2 separate regions of the Triticum aestivum genome follow, and region 2 is linked to region 1. Evidence: chromatin contacts called from public Hi-C data. All regions are on one chromosome and are shown on one strand. Each heading gives the region's core, a stretch centred on a gene start, on an enhancer-like site or on the middle of the called end of the contact. The rest is flanking DNA. Distances are from core to core; before and after follow the strand shown.

Region 1 (3,706 bases), core at 1,201-3,700:
TCAAATCCGATGAACTTTTTTCAAATGCGATGAACTTTTTCAACAGGATGAAATTTTTAAAAAAAATTGGATGAATTATTTTCAAATGTGATGAACTTTTTTTCCAATCCGAAGAACTTTTTTCAAATGTGATGAACTTTTTTTAAATGCGATGATTTTTTTAAAATGCGGCGAACTTTTTAAAATGCGATGAACCTTTTTTCAAATCCGATGAACTTTTTTTCAAATCCGATGAATCTTTTTTCAAATGCGATGAACTTTTTTCAAATTTGATGAACTTTTCTAAATTTTACAAACTTTTTTTCAAATTTGTGAACCCTTTTGATATTCATGCCCTTTTTATAATTCGCGTTTTTCCAAAAAAAACTGTTTTTTAAAGTCAATGGTTGAACAGTCAACCAGTCGACTGGTCAACCGTGACCAGTCACCGCGATCAACCTAACGAGGGAACAGGATCGATGGAATCAGGGAAATTAGTGGTCGGCGAATTATGTCTAGTTGTTGGGCAGGACCACGAGCTGAGACGTATGTGCGCCAAGATGCAGAACGGGCGCTTAAAGCGCCCGTTAGGAGCTCCCACCAAATGCGCACCACCACCTACGGTAAAGGGCAGGCCCGTTAGTCTGGATCTTTTTTCTATCCGTCTTTTTTTTAATTTTCCTTTTTATCTTATCAAATCGGCAAACTCTTTAAAATATTCATGAACTTTATCAAAAAATTACAATTTTTTTCAAATTCATAAACTTTTTGAAATCGTGAACAATTTTAAATTCATCATAAAATCGAGAATTTATTTTGAATTCATGCTTCTTAAAATATGCTAACTCTTCTCAAATTCATGAACCATTTTCAAACTCATGAATATGTTCTGAAATCAATGATTATTTTTTTGAATGGATGCTTTTTCAAACATGCGAAGGTTTTTACAATTCGTGAACACTCTTTCAAAAACGTGAACAATTCTGAAATTCATGGTTTTTCAAATATGCAAACATTTTTAAATTTATAAAAAATCAAACTCGTGAATATTTTTAAATTCATGCATTTTGTTTGAAATCCCTGAACGTTTTTAAAACTTGTGAATATATTTTTGAAATTTCTGAACCTTTTTTGAACTCTTGAAATTCATGAACATTTTTTAAATTTCTGACTTAAAAAAACATCTTTAACATTTTTTGAATCGATGATTTCTTTTTTAAAGTAGTGAACAATTCTTAAAATTTGTGAACATTTTTGGTAATTTGGGAACAGGTTCTTAAATTCATAAAAAATATGAGTCCGCGAGAATTTTTTGGGTCAGAGAACGTTTTTGAAATTTATAATATTTCTTAAATTCATGAACGTCCTTTTGAATATATAAACCATTACTGAGAATTGGCACATCTTTTGAAACTGCTAACACCTATAAAAAAAATCTTGAATCTTTTTGAAATCCAGGAACATTATCAAATTCACAATATTTGAAAATCGGAACAACTTTTGTAATGCGGGGAATAATTGTTAATTTTGTGGACATGTTTTGAAATTTGTCAAAAATATCAAAACCTTAAACATTTTCTGAAGTTCAAAACCTTTTTTGGAATCCCGGACATTTTTTAAAGAAGCAAAAACTAAGAAAAAAAAGAAGGAACAAAGCAAGGGCGTGCCCTGCCCCCCACACATGGGCCGACCCAGAAGTTTGCATGGGAAGCGGAGGTTGCACGTTTGCGCGTCACCCATTGCTTTTTGTGCGCTAAATAGGATGTCCCATGCGGCTTGTTGGCATGCGGAGAGAATTAATCCGCCTTGCTGCCATTCACTTACACTTCATGTCATCGTCCGTTTTCGCAATAAAAGGAACTTTCAAAAATTGATGTCAACAATAGAGAGAATCTTCCGTGAGGAGCGCTTACAAGCTCGCCTCCGAGGAAAAATTTCGTACTATGAGGTGCGCCATGAGCAGGGCATTGGATGGCCATCGTGTTGTTTGGACGATGTTATAGAGGTGCCCTACTCCTCCTAAGGTACGAATGTTTGCCCGACGACTAGCTACCGATTCTCTTGCTACTATGGAAAACAAATGTATCCGCCACCTGGAAATCTCTGATGTTTGTGTCATATGTGGGGTGGAACGAGAGAACGCCTACCATAATTTCTGCAGATGCCCGATGACGGTGGCTCTTGCCACTCCCGGAGCTTGCAAGTGTGCAGAATACCGTCTCGGAATGGCTGCACTGTCTCCTGGACCAACACATAGAGACGAATCAAATGGTGATACTCATGATGTTTTGGCGCGCTTGGCACTACCGAAACGAGGTGACCCACTCCAAGCCGACACCGACTATTAAATCTTCACGTCGTTTCCTCGATAGCTACATGGAGTCATTGCTTTGTATCAAGCAGCACCCATCAGGAGACATTGTTAAAGGTAAAAATGGTCCTCACTTGTGATAATAGGCCCAGCATATGCAAAAGCGACCCCGACAACGACGGCTTCAAACTCCTGCACGACGAAGCAATTGTCCAAGCCTCGAGCTGACTGGGTGAAGATAAATGTGGACGGTTCCTTCGTGGAATCTTCTTCCATTGGAGGAGAGGGCATGGTGCTGCGAGATGCGCACGGCACTATAATTTTTTCATCGTGTAGATATCTGTTATCCTGCTCATTTCCTCTTGAAGCTGAAATTAGTAGCATGTATGGATGGAGTGGCGCTGGCGCTAGAGAGATGTTCATCCCCTCTCATTGTAGAGCTTGACTGTCAACAAGCCGCCATGTACATTCAGGAGGCCGGCGTCAATCGTTCACCTGTAGACTCCATGGTTGGCGAAATTAAAAGGTTACTTTAGGAAAGGGAAACTATGATTGTTACTATCAGTAGAAGAATTAATGATGATGCCCATTGTCTGACAAACATGGGGAGATGCTCACAGCACACTGTAGTTTGGCTCGGCTCAGGCCTGATGTTGTTGCAAGCAAATGCCAAAACGAGTGTAACACTCCAATGCAGTAATATAAACTCATTTTCCCCTGAAGAAAAGACAATAGAGAGAACCTTAACACCTAAATTAGCAGATTCGAGCATATAGTTATATTAGTGGTTTTTTCCTTTTGACCTTTTCATGATTGAAATTCTTCGTGCAGACATGGCATATGTACATACAACATAGGCACGTACATGTGAACCAATTTATATTTGAATGATTAGAAAGACAATGGTATCCTAGTCCATCATGGTTCAAGTCTAGATTTGACACTCGTGCTCGCATTTTTCTGAATTTATTCTAGACCTTCTAGCGATGTATGTTTAGTTCGGGGAGACGTTCCCGTCGAGTAGCAAAGCGCTGTGACAATTTCGTTAATCTTAACATGATATATCAGCTCAGTCTCTCGGAGATGCTTGTAGGGAGATGTGTGTGCCCGTGTATTTATAGGGGCGAATGTATATGCGTATGTATGAACGTTTGCGTATATACTATGTTACGAGAAACATAAACACGTTCCTTATGCTAATACTTTTACGTTGCATATCCTAATAGTTTTTCAATACAGCATCATTTTTGTGGCCCAAAGCGTATGTTCCCGGTAGCCTGTTTTGAATTGCCGCGTACGTACGCCCGACGCAGTAATCGTGTGCAGAGGATAGCGCGAGCTGGGTGCCGCTTGTCGGCATCCGGGGAGAATTGGTCCGCCCTGCTGCCATTCGCTTCCACTTCATGTTATCGTCCT
Region 2 (3,587 bases), core at 97-2,596, 450 kb after region 1:
CACCCCTCAAAAGATCAAAATCAACTACAACAATATAGCTAACTGACGAAAATTCAGTTACTGCATCTTGAAACTGCAGTTAATTAACTAGAATTTTCAGTTAACTGCATCTTGCAGATTAACTGAACAAATCAAGTCAACAATTGGTTATTTATGTTACAGTCATGATCTGTTAACTATTCCACACACTTTGCAATGACTACCTTGCGGACTAAATCCATAGCAGCACATGAACCCTAAACTTTTACCTAAAATAGAAATACCTAAACCCTAGACTAAAATCTGCCCCCAAAATCAGTTCTTTACGCCACTGGAAGAACAATAGGCAATAAGTACCACTGGATGTACATGAATCGCTCTCAAAACAGACTGATTCGTCGGTGCTACGTGCGACAAAGGAGGAGAAGCAAAGCGGAGGAGGATGGACAGAGTTGATGATGAACACACACCGTAATCAGGCGGGAAGACACCGTGCGGCCTAACTTGATGGACGGAAGCATTCGGCTGCACACCGCCGGTGAGCTCCGACGATGTCGCCATGGTGGCTGACGTCAGCCCGCAGCCAGCTCAGCCTCCAGCGGCAGCAGCTCCAACGGTGGGAGAGGCAAAGACGAGGGAACAGGAGATACAATGATTGACCGGGGGAGACAACATTTATTCAGGTGTTTTCTATTCCACTTGGTGGTGCACTGCGTGTGTATACAGGGCAAAGGCAGGGGCCTAACTGCAAAATGCGGCGCGCTGACTAGCTAGTCCACTTGGCATCCACTAGGCGAGCTGTGATTGGCCGAGGACTAAACTTGCACCTCCATGACAAGTTTAGGGACGAAATAATTCACTTTTGCAAGTAAAAGGACTAAACCATCACATGCTGTGCAAGTATAAGGACCTGGGATGTTATTACCTCGTTTAAAATATATGCGTGCAACGTTGGTTGACGACGTCCCGCATTTATATTCATGGACTGGTCCTGTTCATGAAGGGATGCGAGAAGAAATTTACGTACCGCCCTTGAAGATGCCTTGAATTGGTTGCGGACACAAACGGATGCTCTGTGCAAAGCTTTCGCATGGGGTTTCCGTTGCCATGGCGGCAAACCAAAAGAAAAACAGGGAAACGTTAATTTAATTATCAAAAAGTAAAAAGAACAGGGAACGTTTATACTATTGCTGAGGGGAAAAGTCGCCACCGCGAGAATAGCTTCAAAAAAAAAGTCGGTACCGCGAGAGTGCAGGGGAGAGCTCCGCATGGCCGGATCCAGTGCGGTCGCGTGTCACACCTCCGAGCCGGCCGCTTTTCCAGAGACACCGTCATGAGATGTTTTCTTAAACCAACGACTGGTGGACCAGGTATGGTCGGACCCATCTGTAGGTGGGTGCTACGGGAGGTGGATGGGTTGGAATAGGAGGCCCCGCTCCGCCCCGGCCACAGCTAAGGGGATCCAGGCTGGCTACACCCAAAGGCGGGCTTTGTACCCTATTATCCCTCGTCACCACACCTTCCCCATCGTCTCTCCAGAACATCAACCTTTTCTTGCTCCGCCATCGCCGTTGCAAAGAAACAGAACCAAGATACAGAGGCCAGCCACGGCCGAGAAGAACAAGAAGATACAAAGGACGAGGTGGCCGTAGTGAGAGTGGAAGCAGGGCCTTGAGATGGACCCGTGCCCGTTCGTGCGGGTGCTGGTCGGCAACCTGGCCCTCAAAATGCCGGTCGCCCCGCGCCCCGCCGGCGCCGGCGCCGGCGTGCACCCCACCACCTCGCCGTGCTACTGCACGATCCGGCTCAACAAGCTGCCGCTTCAGACTGCCGCGGCCCCGCTGCTGCCCTCGGACGACATGACGCAGGGTCCCGCCGAGACGGGCGCACTGGCGGCCGCCTTCCACCTCTCCAAGGCCGACCTCGACCGCGTCACGGCCAAGCCGTCCCTGTTCGTCGCCCGATCCGCGATGCTCAAGGTTGCCGTGTACGCCGGGCGGCGGGGCACCACTTGCGGGGTCAACTCCGGCCGGCTGCTCGGGAAGGTGGTCATCCCGCTGGACCTCAAGACCGCGGTGGGGAAGCCCATCGTGTTCCACAGCGGCTGGCTCTCCATCAACAAGCGCGGCCGTAAGGCCTCTGCCGTCTCCGGCTCCGCGCAGCTTAACCTCACCGTTCGCGCCGAGCCCGACCCGCGCTTCGTGTTCCAGTTCGATGGCGAGCCTGAGTGCAGCCCGCAGGTGCTCCAGGTGCAGGGCGGCATGATGCAGCCCATGTTCACCTGCAAGTTCTCCTGTCGCAGCAACAGCGACCTCCGCTCTCGGTGAGTCATCGTCGTCATGCTGAACAATTCAACTTCATCAATTCCCAAACAAATGTTGTTTTGTTCTGACGGAATTCCTCAAAATTTCGGTGTTCCAGATCAATGCACTCCGATCCGGGGAGTGGCAGCCGCAACTGGCTGATGTCCTTCGGTTCCGACCGCGAGCGCGCAGGGAAGGAGCGGAAGGGATGGTCGGTGACGGTGCACGACCTGTCGGGTTCGCCAGTGGCACTGGCGTCCATGGTTACGCCGTTTGTGGCGTCCCCCGGTTACGACCGCGTGAGCCGGTCCAACCCGGGCGCGTGGCTTGTACTCCGGCCCGGCGACGGCACTTGGAAGCCGTGGGGCCGCCTGGAATGCTGGCGCGAGCGTGGCGCTGGCGCGGCCGGCGACAGCCTCGGGTACCGGTTCGAGCTCCTGATTCCTGACCCAACCGGAATGGGCGTCGGCGTCTCTGTCGCCGAGTCCAACGTCCCTTCCTCCCGCGGGGGGCGCTTCGTCATCGACCTGACGGCGGCGCAGCCCTTCGGCCGGAGCGGGTCGCCTGGGTGCAGCCCGCGCGGGAGTGGTGATTTCAGCGGCGGGTACGGTCTCTGGCCCTTCGGGAGCTACCGCGGGTTCGTGATGTCTGCGGCAGTGCAGGGCGAAGGGCGGTGCAGCCGGCCGACGGTGGAGGTGGGGGTGCCGCACGTCGGGTGCGCGGAGGACGCGGCGGCGTTCGTGGCGCTGGCGGCAGCCGTGGACCTGAGCATGGACGCGTGCAGGCTCTTCTCGCACCGCCTCCGCAGGGAGCTCTCCGGCACCCGCTCCGACCTACTGCGGTGAGGAGACCCACCCAGCGGCAAATGCGATCACAAACTGTACAGCGGTGGTGGCGAGATCGAGGGAGGCGATGGTGGTGGTTCAGGTCTCTTGTTTTTTTTCCGTGGAAGATCGACTGTCCGTTTTTTGGGTTCGCTTCTCGTGATTTTTGGTGGGGGTGTTCTTGTTTTAAAATCCGTCACTAGTAGTAGTTTTTTCGGAATCAATAACTCCCGAACGTGCCAGGTTTTAGCAAATCACTCCGAACGCATTTGTTGCCGTCCATCGTGGTGCACAAATTTTAAAGCTCTGGAGCTTGACAGGTCAGCAACCAAAGTCGTTCGGGGATTCTTTTGCTCAGCCCGAACGTTTCTTCCTCCCACCGCACGTCTCTCTCCTTATTCATTCTCTTTCCTTATCCACTCCCACCTTCGCCCACAGCCACACCACTCGTTTTACTCGGCTCAAGAGTGAGGAGGACGAC

Evidence for each region. A called contact is a pair of places that touch in the nucleus more often than the background predicts.
Region 2: a contact with region 1 is called in a Hi-C map of leaf, with 4 times the contacts expected there. The contact joins the promoter of LOC123052897 here to the enhancer-like site in region 1. A contact is called at or near these places in 3 of 5 Hi-C or Micro-C datasets (leaf and an unstated tissue) and 1 of 1 datasets of contacts at active chromatin or transcription factors (leaf).

What each region holds. Positions count from the first base shown.
Region 1 is chr2D:311,694,846-311,698,551 of IWGSC CS RefSeq v2.1, forward strand. No RefSeq gene overlaps it. Among protein-coding and RNA genes, the nearest start is that of LOC123049258, 41 kb to the right of the region's middle. Within about 2 kb of position 2,451, at least 2 of the 8 cell types and tissues checked have an H3K27ac peak or open chromatin away from gene starts, as enhancers often do. A contact at or near this core is called in leaf, where this site is marked.
Region 2 is chr2D:312,144,132-312,147,718 of IWGSC CS RefSeq v2.1, forward strand. It overlaps LOC123052897, which reads left to right and starts at 1,347. Exons shown (of 3, transcript XR_006425154.1): 1 at 1,347-2,302; 2 at 2,401-3,426; 3 at 3,545-3,587.